Linked DNA regions of Zea mays: region 1 is linked to region 2. A link is a contact called in public Hi-C data. All regions are on one chromosome and are shown on one strand. Each heading gives the region's core, a stretch centred on a gene start, on an enhancer-like site or on the middle of the called end of the contact. The rest is flanking DNA. Distances are from core to core; before and after follow the strand shown. Region 1 overlaps LOC100277914. Region 2 holds the start of LOC100275199.

Evidence for each region. A called contact is a pair of places that touch in the nucleus more often than the background predicts.
Region 1: a contact with region 2 is called in a Hi-C map of tassel, with 4 times the contacts expected there. The contact joins the enhancer-like site here to the promoter of LOC100275199 in region 2. A contact is called at or near these places in 4 of 25 Hi-C or Micro-C datasets (ear, leaf and tassel).

What each region holds. Positions count from the first base shown.
Region 1 is chr9:49,797,308-49,801,239 of Zm-B73-REFERENCE-NAM-5.0, forward strand. It overlaps LOC100277914, which reads right to left. Exons shown (of 10, transcript NM_001279425.1): 10 at 2,647-3,000. The coding sequence ends at 2,910. Among protein-coding and RNA genes, the nearest start is that of LOC100277914, 27 kb to the right of the region's middle. Within about 2 kb of position 2,299, at least 6 of the 20 cell types and tissues checked have an H3K27ac peak or open chromatin away from gene starts, as enhancers often do. A contact at or near this core is called in ear and tassel, where this site is marked.
Region 2 is chr9:49,599,300-49,603,269 of Zm-B73-REFERENCE-NAM-5.0, forward strand. It overlaps LOC100275199, which reads left to right and starts at 2,232. Exons shown (of 1, transcript NM_001149347.1): 1 at 2,232-2,913. The coding sequence starts at 2,247. The coding sequence ends at 2,654.

The DNA.
Region 1 (3,932 bases), core at 1,049-3,548, 200 kb after region 2:
TTGAAAAAGATCGGCGGACGTGCGCAGTAGACGGGCCGAGCATGCAGAGCGGATGGCGACGCACGCGTGCAAGGCGTAGGGTTATCGGCGGGTGCGTGCAGCAGGTGGCGATGTAGCCACGTGCGCAGGGAGCTGGATGGCGACGGGCACGCGTAGCAGGCGAGGGCGTGCATTGGTAGCTAGCGACGCGGGCAAGCAGGGAAAGGGGGTGGCACTTGCGATCCAGAGTAGGCGGTGGCGCGGGTGAGTAAGGGAAGGCCGAGGCGGTGAGGAAGGTAGCCGGTGGGGCGATAAGGTGGAAACGTAAGCCGAGGGAACAACCACCCTGGCCTGCACCGCCGAGAATTAGCCGATGGTTGTGCACTCGGCCTCGTGAAAAGAACATAGATGGGGCGCAATGGAGAATAGGTTAGAAACTAAATATTTTTTGTAATGGATGGCATTGATGGATAAATAATATAGAACTCCATGTTTGCGTCCAGTTTTGGGTGTTTTAGAGCTAGAAAAGAGGTGCTCTAAAATCCAGGATCAACTCCATGGAGTTATGATGCTGCACAAAATTGTGGAGTTGGGGTGTTTGGCTGGCTAAACTCAACTCCATCCTGGAGTTTGAAGTTGGAGTCATGTCAAACAGGGCCTAAGTCCAGTTAACTATTAGCAAAGGGATATTTGAGAGCTCCAAACAATAGGTTGGTTGAATCTATTGGTTTTATGTAGTACCCCTTCGTCGAGTGGAGGTCGTCGTCTACATTGAAAAAACCCAGCTAATGAACTAATTGTTAGTTAAGGTTCAACTAATGATTAGCTGAGATTTTAGTTAGGTAGTTTGGAACTCTAATTTTAGTTGGTAACAATTATCTCTAGAGGTTCCAAACATGTCCTAAGTCTAATTACTTGTTGGAATAGGAGGTGGTCCTCACATCCTAGAAATATGCTTATTTATGTAATTTACAGTAACTCACAAAGTTAAACTTATTTATTGTAACCTGTAAAATTAAACTAATTTGTAGGTTGACTAACAACCCGCCTCATCCTGCACTGTACCAGCCTCTAGTGCTCATCAACTCTTTGACAAGCCACGTTCCAATCTACTTGGTAGATTGTTATAGTGATTGGGAAAAACACATGGAGAACACTAAGATGGCTGCATGAGCATGCGCGGTTCGTGGGGAGTAGGTGAGGACGCTACGCTAGCACCTCGCCGGTCATCAAGCTACCAGGGCTCGCATGCCTCCCCGACCGCCACGATACACATCTTCGTCGCTAGGCTCATGGGCCTACCTGCTGCCAACATGGTGGTCGTCGCGCCCATGGACTCATGGGCAAGACGGTGAACTATGAGAGAGAATATTTGGAAGAAAAAAGTTAGGAGAACGAAGGAGAGAACAAGAAATTCGACCCGATTATTTTTTGAGGGTCTAATAGAGATAAAAACTAAAGGAAATGGATGGAAAAACCTACATCGAGCAACAACATAAAACAAATAGATACAGAGAAAACATTTTGTTGTTGTTTGCTTGTCAGTGGTGTACATATACTATGGTCATTGTTCTTTGAGCCATTAAACCACTTGACATTGAGAAGAGTGAATGGCTAGAATGACATTTTGTGCTATAATTTATCACGATGTGAAACTTTAGCTAATACACTATTGTATATTAAGACGATTTTGGTTTCTTAAATACAGGATAAATACATGTAACCCAGCTAAAAACAGGATAAACTTTAGCTAATACACTAATACATATTAAGACAATTTTGATAAACTTTAGCTAATACACCAATGCATATTAAGACAATTTTGGTTTCTTAAATACGGGATAAATATAGGTAACCCAGCTAAAAATGGATCCACAAAAACGAGTGAGGTAGACACTCACGTTTCTGCCTCGTTTCCGAAATTCTTTTTCGCAACTACAAAAACAGTTTCATCAAATGTGAAAAACGATTAAGTCAGAATAAAATTTTACCCTTCCATTTCCAAGCCTAGGGTGATACACTTGTTTTCTAGGGTTCTAAGGCTATCCGCAGCGGTTTCCTTTAAATTTTTTTCTCTATATAATTTTTTTATGTCACATTATCAACATTTCATCCCCTATTTTTTCATCTCCAGCAGCGGTTCCCCCTATTTTATCCCCATATACCACACTACAACCATAAAATATCATTTTCTATACCTACTTTTCATCTCATATCAATTTTTCATTTACTAACAATTAATCGCGGACCCATAACACAGCAGAAGGGAGAGGAAACGAGCGCACGCTGCATCCAGCGAAGGAGAGGGGGGCAGTGGTGCGGCGTCTAGCGGCTGCCTATTGCGAGGGGGGGGGGGGCAGCCGCGGGAAGCGTCGCGGGTAGCCTAACTAGACTTGATCAAAAGGAATCTATCTTTATAAAAAAAACTTACAATTTACAAGAGGGAGAGCGAGTATAAGTATACATAGTTTTGTCGAATCAGTTTTAGGGTTTAGGGTTTTAGTATGTTTGTCTACTTGAACAGTGAACAAGACCAGCTACCGTATCTTAATTTCTTGAAGACAAGACTATAGCAAAAAATTGGAAGGGGCAAACATCCTTCCAAGCTGCACTGTTTCACTTAACTATACACCAATGTACCAAGATCCAGTTTAGACTTGATGAGAACAGCTAAAACACCAAGGCATGAAAATATCTACATTGATTGCGGAAAAAGTATGGGGAAAAGGTTTCCAGGTGCCAGTGTTCCCTCAGAATGTGGACAAGATGTCAAGATGTACTAAAGGAAAATAAACCATCGCAAGGAACATTAAGGCACAACCATTCCATTCTATTGAGAATTATTCAGATGGTAGATGCTCTGGAGCCAATGAGCTCCAAAAACTTTGAACAAAACTTTACCAATGCAAAGCACAGTTAGTTTGGAGGGATCAATCTTCTGGGATTCGCCATCTTCTCAAAGCCTTCTCAAGTGTCTCAGCTCGTTCATGGACATGTGCTGCTTCATCTTCCACCCAAGTTCTGAAATAAGATGGTATATGTGTAAGATCAGTACCAAACATCTTTTTTTCCTTTTCAATTTAGCCCAAGAGTACCCATACAACAAATTAGGCCTAGTTTAGGTACTCTAGTAATGAGTGGGATTGGAGTGGATTGAGATGTATTAAGAGAGTATTTGATCTATTGGGGATTTACACCCTCTCCAATCCCTCCAAAACACTCTAATATCAAAGTATTCAAACTAGGCCTTAAGGGGTTGTTTGGAAACAAGAGTAATGGAGTGGATTGAGGGGGCCAAAATTCCTTACTATTCAGGGGGTGTTTGATTTCTAGGGACTAATTTTTAGTCCCTCTATTTTATTTTATTTTAGTCCTTAAATTGCTAAATAAATAAACTAAACTAGAGTTTTAGTTTAGGGACTAAATGGAATAAAATGGAGAGATTAAAAATTAGTCCCTAGAAACCAAACACCGCCTCAATTTTGAATAGTAAGGGATTTTAGCCCCTCAATCCACTCCATTACCCTTGCTCCCAAACAAGCCCTAAATGTGAACTTATAAATACCCCAAAGTACCAAGTCTAGATAGATAAATGTTGTACAGTTGGTATCCAGCACCGACAACACATTTTACATTTTAGGGTTTGTCCATGTAAAAACCTCAGTCCATGTATTCATCTCAATACATATATGATGATAAATGTTGTACAGTTGGTATCCAGCAACGACAACACATTTTACATTTTAGGGTTTGTCCATGTAAACACCTCAATCCATGTATTCATCTCAATCCATATATGATGGGATGGATTGATATAGAATTATGATGTGGAATTGAGTTAAAATCCACACGAATCCACCCAAACACACATGGATTGACGATTGAGTTAGATACCAAAGCCTTAGAAAACATCAACGGCATAGTGCTGTCACTGAAACAACGTGTATATTATT
Region 2 (3,970 bases), core at 982-3,481:
TCATGGTCATTGTAATTTCAAAACCACTCTACTACCTCTGTTGCATCAGGAGCAGCTAGCCAACCTCTGAATTGCATGAATGAGGGACAACTCTGGTAAATCCGTTCAATCATTTATGGGAGTTGAGAATCTTTTTAATGGAGCATAAGAAAACTTCAAACATTTGTTATTCGTTTGATTTGACGTTGTTTGCGTAGGCTGTCAAGTGTAATGTATATTTAGTATCTCAGTAGTTTTTTTGGACACGGTCACAGGGGGGCTGTTGTTAGCTTTAGCCTATCCCACAATCGATGTGTTTGTTTTTCTCTGTCCTTCCCGTGTATCCATTGATTACTATGTCTGTATAGTTTCTTGGTATTAAAATATTTATTTCCATTATATTATGCAAAACTGCAGTAGCTCATAACCAATATTAATAAAATAGTACTCTGTGTTGCAAGTCAGAGCCAGAGATCATTCACTTGACTTCATGGGATCGTCCCTCTGATCATGCCACATCCAGAAGGGGATCCTCCTGCTCAAGCCCAGAAAAGGAGGTGCACAACTCGTCGATGACCTTGCTTCGTCCTTCGCTAGCCTGCTAGGCCATTTCTACCCATTGGCTGCTGGCTGTCTCGCTGCCTCAGAGATCGTAGACGGTGTTGCAAGTCCAAAGCCCGCCATCACTCTCAGCTGCAATGGCGAATGCACCAAATTCATTCATGCCATGGCTCCTGAGGTCACCAACAGTCGTGTTGTCCTTGTTCCTGCTGAACGGCGGGCTGCTGAATATGGAAGCACTCGTGGCCTCCCTCCCTACGCTGTCCACACAGGACACAGCCGCCAGTGCTGGACAGATGCCTCTACCCTTTAGCAAGCTGGAGGACATCGTCCGGCCATCCGAGTACACGCTGGTGCAGGAATGTTTCTTCCATTTCTCTGCGGAGAACACAAAGAGGCTCAAGACAAAGGTAAACACCGAGTCTGAGATAGCCGGAACCGCGATTTGGGCGTGGTTTCGCCGTGCCCAACAGGCTCGATTGGGCCGTCGGTCGTTGCACCTTACTATATCTTTTAAGATATATAAATATTTATTTTTAATAATGCTGATAAAACTATAGAATAATAATTAGTGTTTTATATATTAATATATTTTATTATATTGATCCCGTAATAACGCATGGATATATGCCTACTAAATTTGACAATCGAATCTTTTGCCAAGTTTTTTTTAAAAAAGGTCTGTTCTCGGCTGATAGGGTGGCTGTAACCATAGACACGGTAGGCAGACTCAGCTCGCATATCCTGGTAAGTCTCAGCAGCAGCTCATATCCCCGTCGCTGTCTCGTACGTTCCGTAATCCGAACGGACAGCCATGCTGCTGTCGAGGTTAATCACCGTGGCAGATAAGTCCAACACTATATACATACACGTACATCAAAATTAGAGTAGAAAAAAAAAAGAAAGGCCACAAGGATCGGAATGGTTTCGACTGCAGAAACTAAAAAAAAAGACATGGACGGCTTTGCCACCACGCAGACCTCTGCTTTAGTTTCTCCGCATGGAGCAGCGGCAGGGGCATGTGCGTACGCTATCCCCCGGCCGAAAAGCCCGACCTGGAGAGCCACGGGATTTGCCAAAGCGAAAAAAAGCAGCTACTAGGATACTGAATGCCCATCCATGCATGACGTAGCATCCATTATTACCTTGCTTTATCTTCTTTTTCTACAGGGCGGAGATTAAACCTCCCTGCACTTGTTGTAGTTCGACACGGGAAGAACAGCTCATCACTTTTTCTTGTAGCTGCAGACAAGTGGCAAGCATTGCTGACGTGGAGCTAGCTCACTTGTTGCCGGTCTCAATGTTTCTGTCAACATACCAGTAAGCTAAGCATCCGGTTTGGCAACACGAACATGAGGGCCGGGCACCAGATTAAAAGCTGGACGGTCGTCGCATATGTTCATCAGGCAACTAAATAATGCGGCACGAGTCGCCATCAGCTTACCGGTAAAGCAAATCCTCCTCCTCCTCTCGCAGAGACTACTACTCTAACAATGCAAAGCATCTCCGTGCCATGCCCATCACACAATGAGAAATCTTAATTTGTTTTGCTTCTCTCTCTGTCTGTCCCTTTTTATATGAAAAGGAACAAGAGATAAAAGATACAGGAACCAAAAGGCGACGAGCTCAAATCTGTTCTGGTGTATCCAAGGAAGAGCCCATATATACACCTGACCTTACACGGCCATACCAACCAGGACAGATAGATGGAGGATCATCACACGGACAGGAGGATATCCAAGGAGGCCGGCGAGGAAACGAAGCTGACCAGGAGCTTCCGCTACGAGGACTACAGCACCAGGCGAGTCTTCCTGCGCAGCTACCCGCTGCAGTGGGACTGGTCGCCCTCGCGGGACGACGACGACGACGACAAGCAGGACGGCCAGGATGCCGCCGACGGCGACGAGTGCTGCGGCAGCAGGCGGTGGAAGAGCAAGATGGTGGCGGCCGTCACGGAGTGGGGGGAGGACAAGCTGCTGCTGCTACGCAGGGCCAAGAAGCGCCTCGCGCTCTACCTCATCGGCTGCCACCACCACGGTCGCCGCGCGCTGCCCTTCCCGTCAGCCTCACCCGCCGGATCATGCACCGTCGCCATGATGCTCGCCTCCAGATGATCGATAGATATCCACCACCGTACGTGCACGCACGGCGCGCGCGCGTGCATCATATATGTGTGTGGTCGACCATCGGTCGCGCGCGCCCCACGTCGTCTTCCTCTCTCTTTCTAGTGTATGATTGGCCCCTACATACGTGCTCTCGGAAATGAATTGAAAATGCACTGTATACTCTTGCTACCAAAAAAGTTGATTAATTACACACACCACAGGTAAATACGACGACCTATAGCAGAGCTATTACTTTAATTATGTACTACGTCTACGCGTACATTATTCATAATATGATCATGAAACTGAGTATAAGTGCATTGTACAAATTAGGCTTTTTTCGGTTATTCCTATTTCATGTGGATTAGATGGAATTGGAAAAATTGTGATAAATTTTGACTTGTTTGGGATTCAAACTCACCCAATCCCACCCAATTCACATGAATATTAAGAGCAAAACGAACAAACCTTAAGGTATATATACAGGTCCTATATGCAGACTTAGCTAAAAAGAAATAATCACTTAATCGGGTTCTACAATCCTTCACAATATTCTAATGCAAGCATACACCAAAGAGAACACGTAGGAGGAGGTAGTTTAATCATAATTACATATTATATTACTTTAATGAGGTTAATTATTCGGTAATATTCAAGATTAGCAGCACAAGTATAAGACAATGGTAACATGTCATCAACTACCTGAATCTATTACCATAAACACTATAAAGTAAGACTATCAATCATACTTAAGCAAGACAATATAGTAGAGCAACCACAACCAACATGTTTAGGACAGCAGCACAACAGTTACTTGTTTCAATCATTACTCAAAAGATATTCATCCAACAATAGTGAGCAAATACTTTCTGGAAAGCCTAAGAAATGATCTACAACTTTGGTATTGTAATATCAATGTGATTAAACACTTAGCAAAGTCAATTAGTGCTAAAATTACAGCTCTGTCTAGATTTGGACTGATTTAGACTCCTTCAAAAATTCATAACTACAGACTTAGACATCCAAAATAAGTGATCCTAGACTTTCTATAAAGGCCTGTATGTTTTGTTGGAATTGAATTCCATTCTAATAATCATAATTTAGACAAAACTAGTTAAGTTAATATATTTGTATATGTATTATATTTGTATATTATCCTAAATCATATGAGAGAGATAGTTATACACTATATTTATGCTATAGAGAAGCAAGTAGAAGAGTGTGTTATAAATTGTACATTAGAAAGGTAGCATGTAAATCTACAGAATCAATTTCCATCTCTCACCTCAGGAATTTGAGATAGGGTTATATATAAACTTTGGAAA